Linked DNA regions of Mus musculus: all the other regions are linked to region 1. Evidence: chromatin contacts called from public promoter capture Hi-C data. All regions are on one chromosome and are shown on one strand. The core of a region is the stretch at or near the end of the contact, and the rest is flanking DNA. Distances in the headings are between cores, read along the strand shown.

Evidence for each region. Promoter capture Hi-C pulls out the DNA fragments that hold promoters and counts their contacts.
Region 2: a promoter capture Hi-C map of cranial neural crest shows a contact between it and region 1. The contact joins the promoter of Rrm1 here to the promoter of Ears2 in region 1. A contact is called at or near these places in 3 of 39 promoter capture datasets (cranial neural crest, maxillary cranial neural crest and pre-B cells).
Region 3: a promoter capture Hi-C map of cranial neural crest shows a contact between it and region 1. The contact joins the promoter of Zfp143 here to the promoter of Ears2 in region 1. A contact is called at or near these places in 4 of 39 promoter capture datasets (cranial neural crest, liver and maxillary cranial neural crest).

Annotation. Positions count from the first base shown.
Region 1 is chr7:122,065,691-122,068,593 of GRCm38.p6, reverse strand. It overlaps Ears2 (glutamyl-tRNA synthetase 2, mitochondrial), which reads left to right and starts at 1,508. Exons shown (of 9, transcript NM_026140.3): 1 at 1,508-1,689. The coding sequence starts at 1,551. Ubfd1 (ubiquitin family domain containing 1) reads right to left here and starts at 1,396. Exons shown (of 7, transcript NM_138589.2): 1 at 1,110-1,396; 2 at 601-930. The coding sequence starts at 1,311.
Region 2 is chr7:102,440,322-102,443,224 of GRCm38.p6, reverse strand. It overlaps Rrm1 (ribonucleotide reductase M1), which reads right to left and starts at 1,530. Exons shown (of 19, transcript NM_009103.3): 1 at 1,182-1,530; 2 at 150-238. The coding sequence starts at 1,200.
Region 3 is chr7:110,060,210-110,063,112 of GRCm38.p6, reverse strand. It overlaps Zfp143 (zinc finger protein 143), which reads right to left and starts at 1,402. Exons shown (of 16, transcript NM_001374618.1): 1 at 1,338-1,402.

The sequences.
Region 1 (2,903 bases), core at 259-2,758:
GATGTCTAGGTATCATTGTTTCCAAGTTATAACTCTATCTTCTATCCACTTAAATACTGAAAATTCCCAAGTGTAGGAGATACAGAAAGCCAATAAGCTTTTTACCCGATACATGGAGAAAGCTTTAAGGAAAGTATTTCAAGTAGCAAACCAAAACAAATAAAACGGCCATGTATGAATATTTATAAAGGGCCATTAGGACAGTTGATAACACTGTTTCATGAACTTCCCTTATGAAACTGATCTGTCTGCTGAAAATAAATCCGTGGCTAAATACTGGACCTGTTCAGAATCTCCTGTAAAGTTCATAAATACCGCGCCTAGCAATGACAGTCCAACATTAGTTAGAAGGGTGAGCCTTAATACTCAAGATTCAGGCTTGCATCTCACTCCACCACTTGGTGGTACCACTATCATTCTGGGCCTAATTTTCCCTCTCTGATTACTAATGGACATACAAGTACTGATTTCAGAAAACTGCAGTGAGGATAGCGGGAGTCTAGGCGCAAGAAAATCGCTAACAGTTTAGCACGACGTAAGCATCAAGAGCTAGAAGGTAGGTCGTGGGTAGAAGCAGTCGGGTGTCAGCTCCTCGAATACCTGTAATGGAGTGAATCTTCTGCTTTAGCTCGGACCCCGTGCTGTCCAGAGGGACCTTCACGTCGTGTTTGGTCTTGTTCCAGATTATCTTCAGATCCACCAGCTCCTTGCCCACACCGCCGCCCGCGTCCTCGCCGTTGCTGACCGAGGCCTGGGCCGCAGGGTCCCCAGGGGGCTGGGCCGGGGCCGGCTGCAGGTTGCCTCGCGCGTCGCAGGAGTCCTCCGCCGCTGCCCCTACGGCTGCTTCGGCCTCCACGCAGTTGAGGGGCCGTGCGGGCGCCTCGGTGGCCACAGCCTCGGCCTCCGTGTCCATGCCTGGCTCCTCCATGCCTGCAAAGGGGTTAGGGGGGTGGGTGCTCGCCACGAGCCCGGCCTGCGACGAGAACGGGCCCGGGCACCGTCGTTGCCGCGCCACGCTCCTCCCTCCGGGGCCAGGCCCGGTCCCACGACCCCGGCAGCGTCCGCAAGCTCTTCAGCCGCCGACCGACCGCCTTCCCCGCCACACTCACCATCCGGGGCTCCGGCCGCCGCCATGATGATTGTGTACAACACCCACCACGACCGCAGGGGCCGCCGGGAAGAAGCGAGCTGGCGGAGATTGGCCCCCGCACCAGCCCCTAATTTCACACAGGCTGGCCGGAAACAGGTGGAGGTTTCTATGGAGACCCGCCTCCTCCGCTTCCCGGGCCGGCCCCTGCCACGCTTTAGCATTCCCGCAGCCGGAGGGGGCGGGTCTGGGAGATCGCCTGCTCGCAGCGCTCGGTCCCCGAGCGGCGGCGCATCGCCGCCCTAGTCCAGAGGGGCGTGAGCAGCCCAGATAGGCGGCTTACGCCTTTAAGTGGCAGGGCCGCGCTCGCTGTGGCGAAAGTTGATTGGTTGGAGTGATTTTTTTCCCCCCCGCCGAGCGGAAGTGACGCGCGAAGGAGCCCACGTGTGTGTTTCTAGTCCACATGGCGGCGCCCCTCAAGAGGCTTCTGCTGGCCGAGCCGCACGTGGTGGCCCTCGGGCACCGCGTGGGGCGGCGCGAGGCCAGTCTGGGCCCAGATCCCGGGGCCCCGGTGCGAGTGCGCTTCGCTCCCAGCCCCACAGGTAATCCTAACGGACGTGACGCCGCTCGCCGCAGCCCACCTTCCCGTCCCCGCCCCCGAAAGTTCCAGAAACAGTCCCTTCCGGGGTTGTCTGCGCGACCCCGTTTTAAAGAGACGGAGGTGGAGGGCTAGGATTTGAAGTGATTGAGATTGCTAGAAGTTTCCTTGTTGTATTGTCTCTGTCCTTTCTTATTGCACGCTGTGTGCAGAGCGTATAGACTTTATGCCAAGGCCTATGCGCTATAATGCAGTGGTCATTGAAAAGTCAGGGTTCTGGCTTTGAAGAAACCGACAAATCCTAGAGTCATATGTGTCCATTTTGGCAGTGAAGCGGGATAGGGCGCCCTAGAAGGTATTGCTGAAGAGGTAACATTTGAGTTGAGAACAAGTGTCAAGAAGACCCGCTTGAAGCCTAAGAGGAAACGACATGCACAAAAGCCTGAGTTTGCTGGCAGCTTAGCAAGTCAGAAGAAAACAGAGGCCCATGTATATCTTGCTAGGAATTCTGTGTCTCCTCCCTTCCCACAAATTCCCAACCTTTAGTTCAAGCCACCTTCTACCCTGTTCACACTGAGCAACCGTTCATTCTAGGTCTAGGGTCAGCAGGAAAAGATATTTCTGAGTCTCAGCTGCACAGGAAGAACGCATTACCTCCAGGCAGGCAATGTAGATTGTGGAACTTCGATATGTGGTAGAAGCCCTGGTTCATAGTTAACTGTTGTGAATCTGTTTTTAAGACTGATATAAACGAAACTGCTAGGGAGAAAATGAGTGTCTCAAAACCGAGAGAACAAAATCATCTTTCTTTTTGTTAGTCTCAGTGATGTAAAATAGCTTATCAAATGACTGCAAGTATCTAAGTATCACAGTGTCTGTGTTTACCTATGGTCAACATGAACTGGGATACTCACCTTGTTGGAAGAAGCACTTATGCAGGCATCCAAGGCCTGGCATTTTCTGCATCTATATTTTTGTCTTTGCCAATCCCTAGATGTGTTGCTTTGGCAGAATTATTTGCTCTGTTTATGTCCCAATTTTGTGATTTGTCAAGTAGGGCTAATAATAGTGCCTGTCTGACGGGTTTGAGCCAGTACAGCAGAGGCACTTAGCAAGCACTGCCTCTACTACAATTACTGTTTTCATTTCTTTGCTGACTGGCAGGAAAAGCCCAAATGGGAAAGAGTTGACAAGCAGTGTAGATCACTATGATAGCTA
Region 2 (2,903 bases), core at 281-2,780, about 20 Mb after region 1:
GAACTTGAAGGACACATCAAAATTAAGGAAAGTGTCAGGCAATAAATTCACATTTAACACTGAAGTATAGTTAAGTGAAGGGCTAGAGGTAAGTGACATAAAATCACATAGCATGCAAAGAACCCCTGATACACACTGTATTTACTTACAGGATCAACAAAGTCCATGTTGAGTCCATAACAGAGTTTCTGGATTCGTGATGTAATTTTGTCAAACATAACTCGCTCTTGGCGGCCATCTAAATAATCAAATCACAGTTAGCATTAGCAGTTATTAAGCGGGCAATACCAAAGAATCAAGTATATTCAGCTTTTAAAACTGTTTAAAACAATTAAGAGATTGTCTTTGGGGTCTGCAGAGACTGCTCAGTGGTTAATCATGTCTACTCGGATTAAGTCTTTGTCTATTTGGGTTAAAAGTCTTTGTCTATCGACCTATGATAGAGGAGGCAGCCCTCTGTGAGTTTGAGGCTAGACTGATCTACACAGAGTAAGTTCCAGGCCAGTCAGAGAAACCCTGTCCCAAGAACAAACAATGTAAAAAAAAAAAAAAAAAAAAAAACCTCCCCACAAAAATGCAGAGGCAGGAGAGATGATACTACACTCCCACCTCAGAAGAGACCAGAAAAATGACAGATGTTCAAAAAATGTGGTGTCCTGCCTTTTCTTTTTTTCCTTATTTCCTCCTACACCAGATCATCGACTCCGCGGTTCTTTTGTCTGTTATTTTGTTTAAGAAATGAGGAAAGACAGGCACAGGGCTATTATGAGCTATGGGTTTCAATTCTAACCTCACCAACTACTAGCTGGGGTGGAATGGGGGTGTTGGGGTGCTTTTTCGTGTCTTTGCAACCTCTTCTAAAAAAATGGAGCCAAAAGCAGCTACCTCTGAGGATGGCGGCAAGGAATAACAGTGCTCGGGAACAATCTCAGACAGGGTTGGAGGGAGTCTGGAAGGGAGCACAAAGTCAAAGTCAAAGGGAACACACAAAGGTCAAGAGAATGGGGACAGACTGAGCAGACACAGGCCCAGCTGACAGACAGGGCGGGAAGCGCGGCGGGAAGCGCGGGAAGCGGCGAGGCGCCGCGGGTCGGGCGGGTCGGGCGGGCCGGCGATAGTGACCGCTGGGCTCTCCGCAGCCGGGTCCCCTCTCCTCCTCCCCATCCCCACGGACCCCTCACCTCGCTTGATCACATGCATCGCCGCTAGAAGCTGAAGTGCTGAGAGGTTCGAGACCAGTTAGCAGCTCCGAGGCGAAGAAGGGACAGAGACGACTGTCAGATGTGAAGGGTTGGACTCCGAGAGGCTGCTCGGACGGAGGGATGGAAGCTGCGCGATAGACAGCACTTTCCTCACCAGAGCAGACTAACCGAATTACGAACTCCTTCCCGCTCCCGCCACCCGTGACGTGCAGAGCAACGCGACGGACGGAATTCGAATGACGTTCTTGACGTTTCAACGCCGGGAGTTGAATGGGCGGAAACTGAGCAGTAGACAGACAGCACACGAGTCCCTTGGCCGCCATATTGAGTGTGGGCAAAGCCCGGGAGACTGCGCTCCTTTCCACCACATTGGGTGAAAGCGGACCTGGCGGGAACGAGTTCTCCTGCCGCCATATTGGGTGTGGGCAAGCAAATCTCCCGAGTATTTTTATTTCATAACAAAAAAGTAACCAACCAGATATCCAGAACACCTTTTTCCTTTTTCCTTCTTCCTCCTCCCTTCCCCCTTCCCTACCCCTCTGACTTTTTTTTTTTTTTTTTTGCTATTTTACATTATGGACATTATGGAAACACCAAGATTTTGTTCTGGTTTGCACTAAAGCCTACAACCCGCAAATAAGAAGCAGATAGGAAGCCCGGGGCTCGTAGGTCTACACTCCTCAGTTAAAGAGTGGGGCTAGACCAAAGGTGTTTGAATTTCAGCCTTACAGAAATAGGGGTACTGTGAAACTCTTATGAAGGCCCACAGTCCATTTGCTTTTACAGTTTTGTGGATGGTAGTAGAGATAGGATCAGCAATAAGATAGTCGTCGCCACATTAATACGTGAAAACAGCCAGACATTATGCAGAGACCAAGACATCTGCGAATACTCAGTCCTAAGGGACTTCTCCATCAAATCCCTCCCCAAATGACTCAGGGGGCCCCATAGAAAAGGAGGAAGAAAGAGTGTAAGAACCTAGGGGGATGGAGGACACCGAAGAATCAAGGCCCTCTATGCTCTTATAAACTCTTGAGACTAAGGCAGCATGCCCAGGGCCTGCCTGCCTTCCAGTTTACTAGTGTTTTTTATGGGATTTTATAGTGTTCGCCTGAGTGTGCGAACAAGTGTATCTCTGATTCTTGTTCCTTCTCATGCATTCTGTCCTTCTGTTGGTTCTGTTCAACACTGATGTGCTAGTTTTCTTTCTTTTTTTTTTTTTCTTTTTTCTTTTCTTCCCTTGGAAGCCTGTTTGTTTTCTAACGAGAGACAAAACGGGGCAGGACCCAGATGGGGAGGAACTGGAAGGAGAGAAGGGAAAACATAATCAGGATATGTTATGTGAGGCGAAAAAAAAAATCCATTTTCAATAAAATGGGGGGAAAGGCTAGGTGAAAAAAAGAAAGAATAGTTAAAGTCGTACTTTAAACCTATTCAAGACAAGTATAAAAACTAATTTCGGTCATAAAACTGATCTTCATAAAATAATGTATGTGGCATTCTTTCGCTAAAACCTATCATTTGCTTCTTACACCCTCCAGAAGGGGTCCATCTCCACCCACAACTGACACATCATAGGAAATCCTACATGAAGCTAGAGGACCAGGGCTATCCAGGGGGAAAATATGATATGGAAACACAATTGATATTCAGATGTTAGGGGAATATAATATCATTTGCTAGAAATGGAGCTGGAGATCA
Region 3 (2,903 bases), core at 153-2,652, about 12 Mb after region 1:
TTCTCGTAGGATAGGGCCTTACTCCTAGGTAACTCAGGTTGGCCATAAACTCAATCTGTAGTGGAGGCAGGCCTTGAATTTGAAATTTCTCCTATTTTTGCCTTGATAGCTTAGATTTCAAAGTTGAACTACCAGACTTAGTTTGGACTATTTTAGGTGAATTTGAACGTGTGTATATTCTATCAAAAAGCTGTTATTAGTATACTTGAGATCAGGAACTCAGTGTGTAGCTAGCTGTAAATCTGTAATAAAGAGTAGTCTTGAAATCCTCTTGCCTCAGACTCCGATTGCTGGAATTATAGACAGAGACACCATGCCCAGATAAAACAAACCAAAATAAACAAAGGGGAAGAGTATTTGTAGAGTCGATTGACTCATCTCCAAATACTCAAAATGTCAGGGTAAGATTTATGCTTATTGTTTTGTGATCTTTACATTTCACAATGAATTTACTATATACTTAGAATGAAGAAAGTGTTAAAATGTTACACAAGTTTTTGCCGAATAGGGCTGAACGCATCTTTCCTAGTAAAATTTAGGACCAAACTGAACACAATCTGAAACGTGCAATTTCTCACATTCCCAACGGAATATGCCAGATGATTTGAATATTTCAAAAGGGAAGGCAGAACTTGATTCTAAACAAACAGATGGGCAGTGGTATTCATTTCTACTTATTGAAACATCGTTTAATGAAAGGGAGAAAGTAAAAAATGAGTGAACGAAAGTCCCATTATAAAACATTCCAAGAGACTATTTTTGAATATTCGATGTTAGGCCTCACAGACTTTTGAAGAAAAAAATTGTGAAAACGAATAAATGTGCCTACGATCAGAATAGGAAGAAACCCGGGGGCGATATGCAGGCGTGTCCCCAGCCGCGGGCCCCGCGCCCCTGCTGGGGCCTGCTGAGAACCGAGGCCCGGAGGCCCAGTCCGACCGGCTTCCACACCGAGCGAGCGCCCAGGGACTCGCTCCGCGCGAAGGTCAGGTCGAGCTGAGCCTCCCGGCTCCCGAGAGCTCCACCCTCCCCTCCTGCTCTCCCTCCCCTCAGCGGCCCCCTAAGGGGACAGGCGGGGCGCTGGGTGAAGGGGGGTGGGGTGGCGTCCTCAGAGGGAAAGGCTCCGCCGCCCTAGAGTGGCGGCCTCGGGTTATTAATAAACTCCGATTCTGCCCGGGCTGCGCTACGAAGGCGGCCGTAGGATCGGCCAGGCCTGAGGACCAGCATAAGCAGCTGGAGGGAGAGCCGGGGCCCGAGTGGGCCCGCGCCGCCGCACTGAGGGCGGCGGCCGGGCGGAGAATAATGCACACTGGGTAAAAACACATTTATATACGAACCTCCGAGAAAATTTTCCAACAATTCCTTCGTCCGACCACCATGCACCAGGACAGGAAACAGCCGCCCGGCCCCCAAGCCCCGCAACCCGCATAGCAATTCTGAGTCCCGCCCCTACCCTCCATTGGGCTGTCTTTACGTCACTCACTGGAAGACTCTTGCTCTCGATTGGTCTAGATTTAGCTGACGGGCAGGAAACCGCCACTAACTACGCCCACCTCACCTGCGTCATTGTTGCCTGACCTTCCTACCCGCTCATGAGTGGCTGGCGCCAGGTACGGAATCAAAGCTTCTGTGCCTGACTGGATGGCGAAACTGCTCATCGCGGACCACTCCGCCCCACGGACGAGTGAATTATGCCGATTCTGGGGCCCCAGCGGGAGGCGCCATTTTGTAGCAAGGGAGGGAGGTTCGTCCTTTTGATTGCCCGGGAGGGAAATAGGGTGATGGGCGCCATTTTCCCTACAGGGCTAATGTGGAACCCATGGAGCTCCCGGTGGCCCTGCCGGAGCGTGTATCGGAGGCCGGATGGGCCTTGCCTTTCTATTGCCGAGTGTTATTTCATTGGAAGGTTAGAGGAAGGCAGGAGGGCGGCCCGAACCTCCCACGCGCTCCCTAGGGGCTCTCGGAGTCGGCCGAGGCCTTCGCTTTGGGTCTCTGTGCCTAGCGCAGCTGATGCCGGAGACTGGGTTCGGAACCTGCCTGCCCTTCCCCAATCTCCGGGCATGACCATGCCATGGGAGGTTGAGCTTTCTGCTTCTGCGGAGATCCCGGCGGAGCCGAGCTTCCGCTGGGAGGCAAAGCGAATGCTCTTAGTGTGTCCGTGGACTTGTGGTCGCTCGGGTCCTTTGCATGCGCTTTCCCTGTTTTGTGAAACTGAAGGATGAAGAAAGCATCTGTTGGGCTCTTTAACCTATTGAGACATTAGTTGTGGCATGTGGTACGTTTTTTTTTTTTTTTAATCCTCTCGGCCCAACCCTTAAGCCATTTCCAATACAAGGCATTTCAGATAAGAGTGCAGTAGCCGCAGTACCAGGTGTATATTCCAATAAGATGAGGAGGTTGACCAGCATTAGCCGTCAGTCACTTGCATTTCAGGTGATGTCATTGATGAAGTCGAAAAATAGCCGGGAGAAACTTGAGTTTGTAACTAAATCTAGTCGGAACCTACAGTATTACCTTCTCTTGCCCTCACCCCATCTGAGACTTTAGTTTGCAGTATAGTTCAGTAGGCTATGAATTTAACCGGAGAGTATATCCCTAAGTGCTAAGAGTAGGCTGTATAGCCTATGCCACATAAGGCCCAATAAATCACAATTTTAAAATATTAATCTAACCAGGGCATAGTTACATAATCGGTACTCAAATGTCATTTGAAGGATCTCAGGACTTAGAATATACATCCTTTTATGGTTTTTGAGAGTGTGGCTGTCTGGCCTTGTATTTGCTATGTAGAGGGCAATTGATGACATGATCTTGACCTAATCCACCCACAACTCCTATCAAACCCTGGCAAGAAAGGTACATGACACCACTACTTTGTTTTGGTACTCTTGGACCTTTCTACC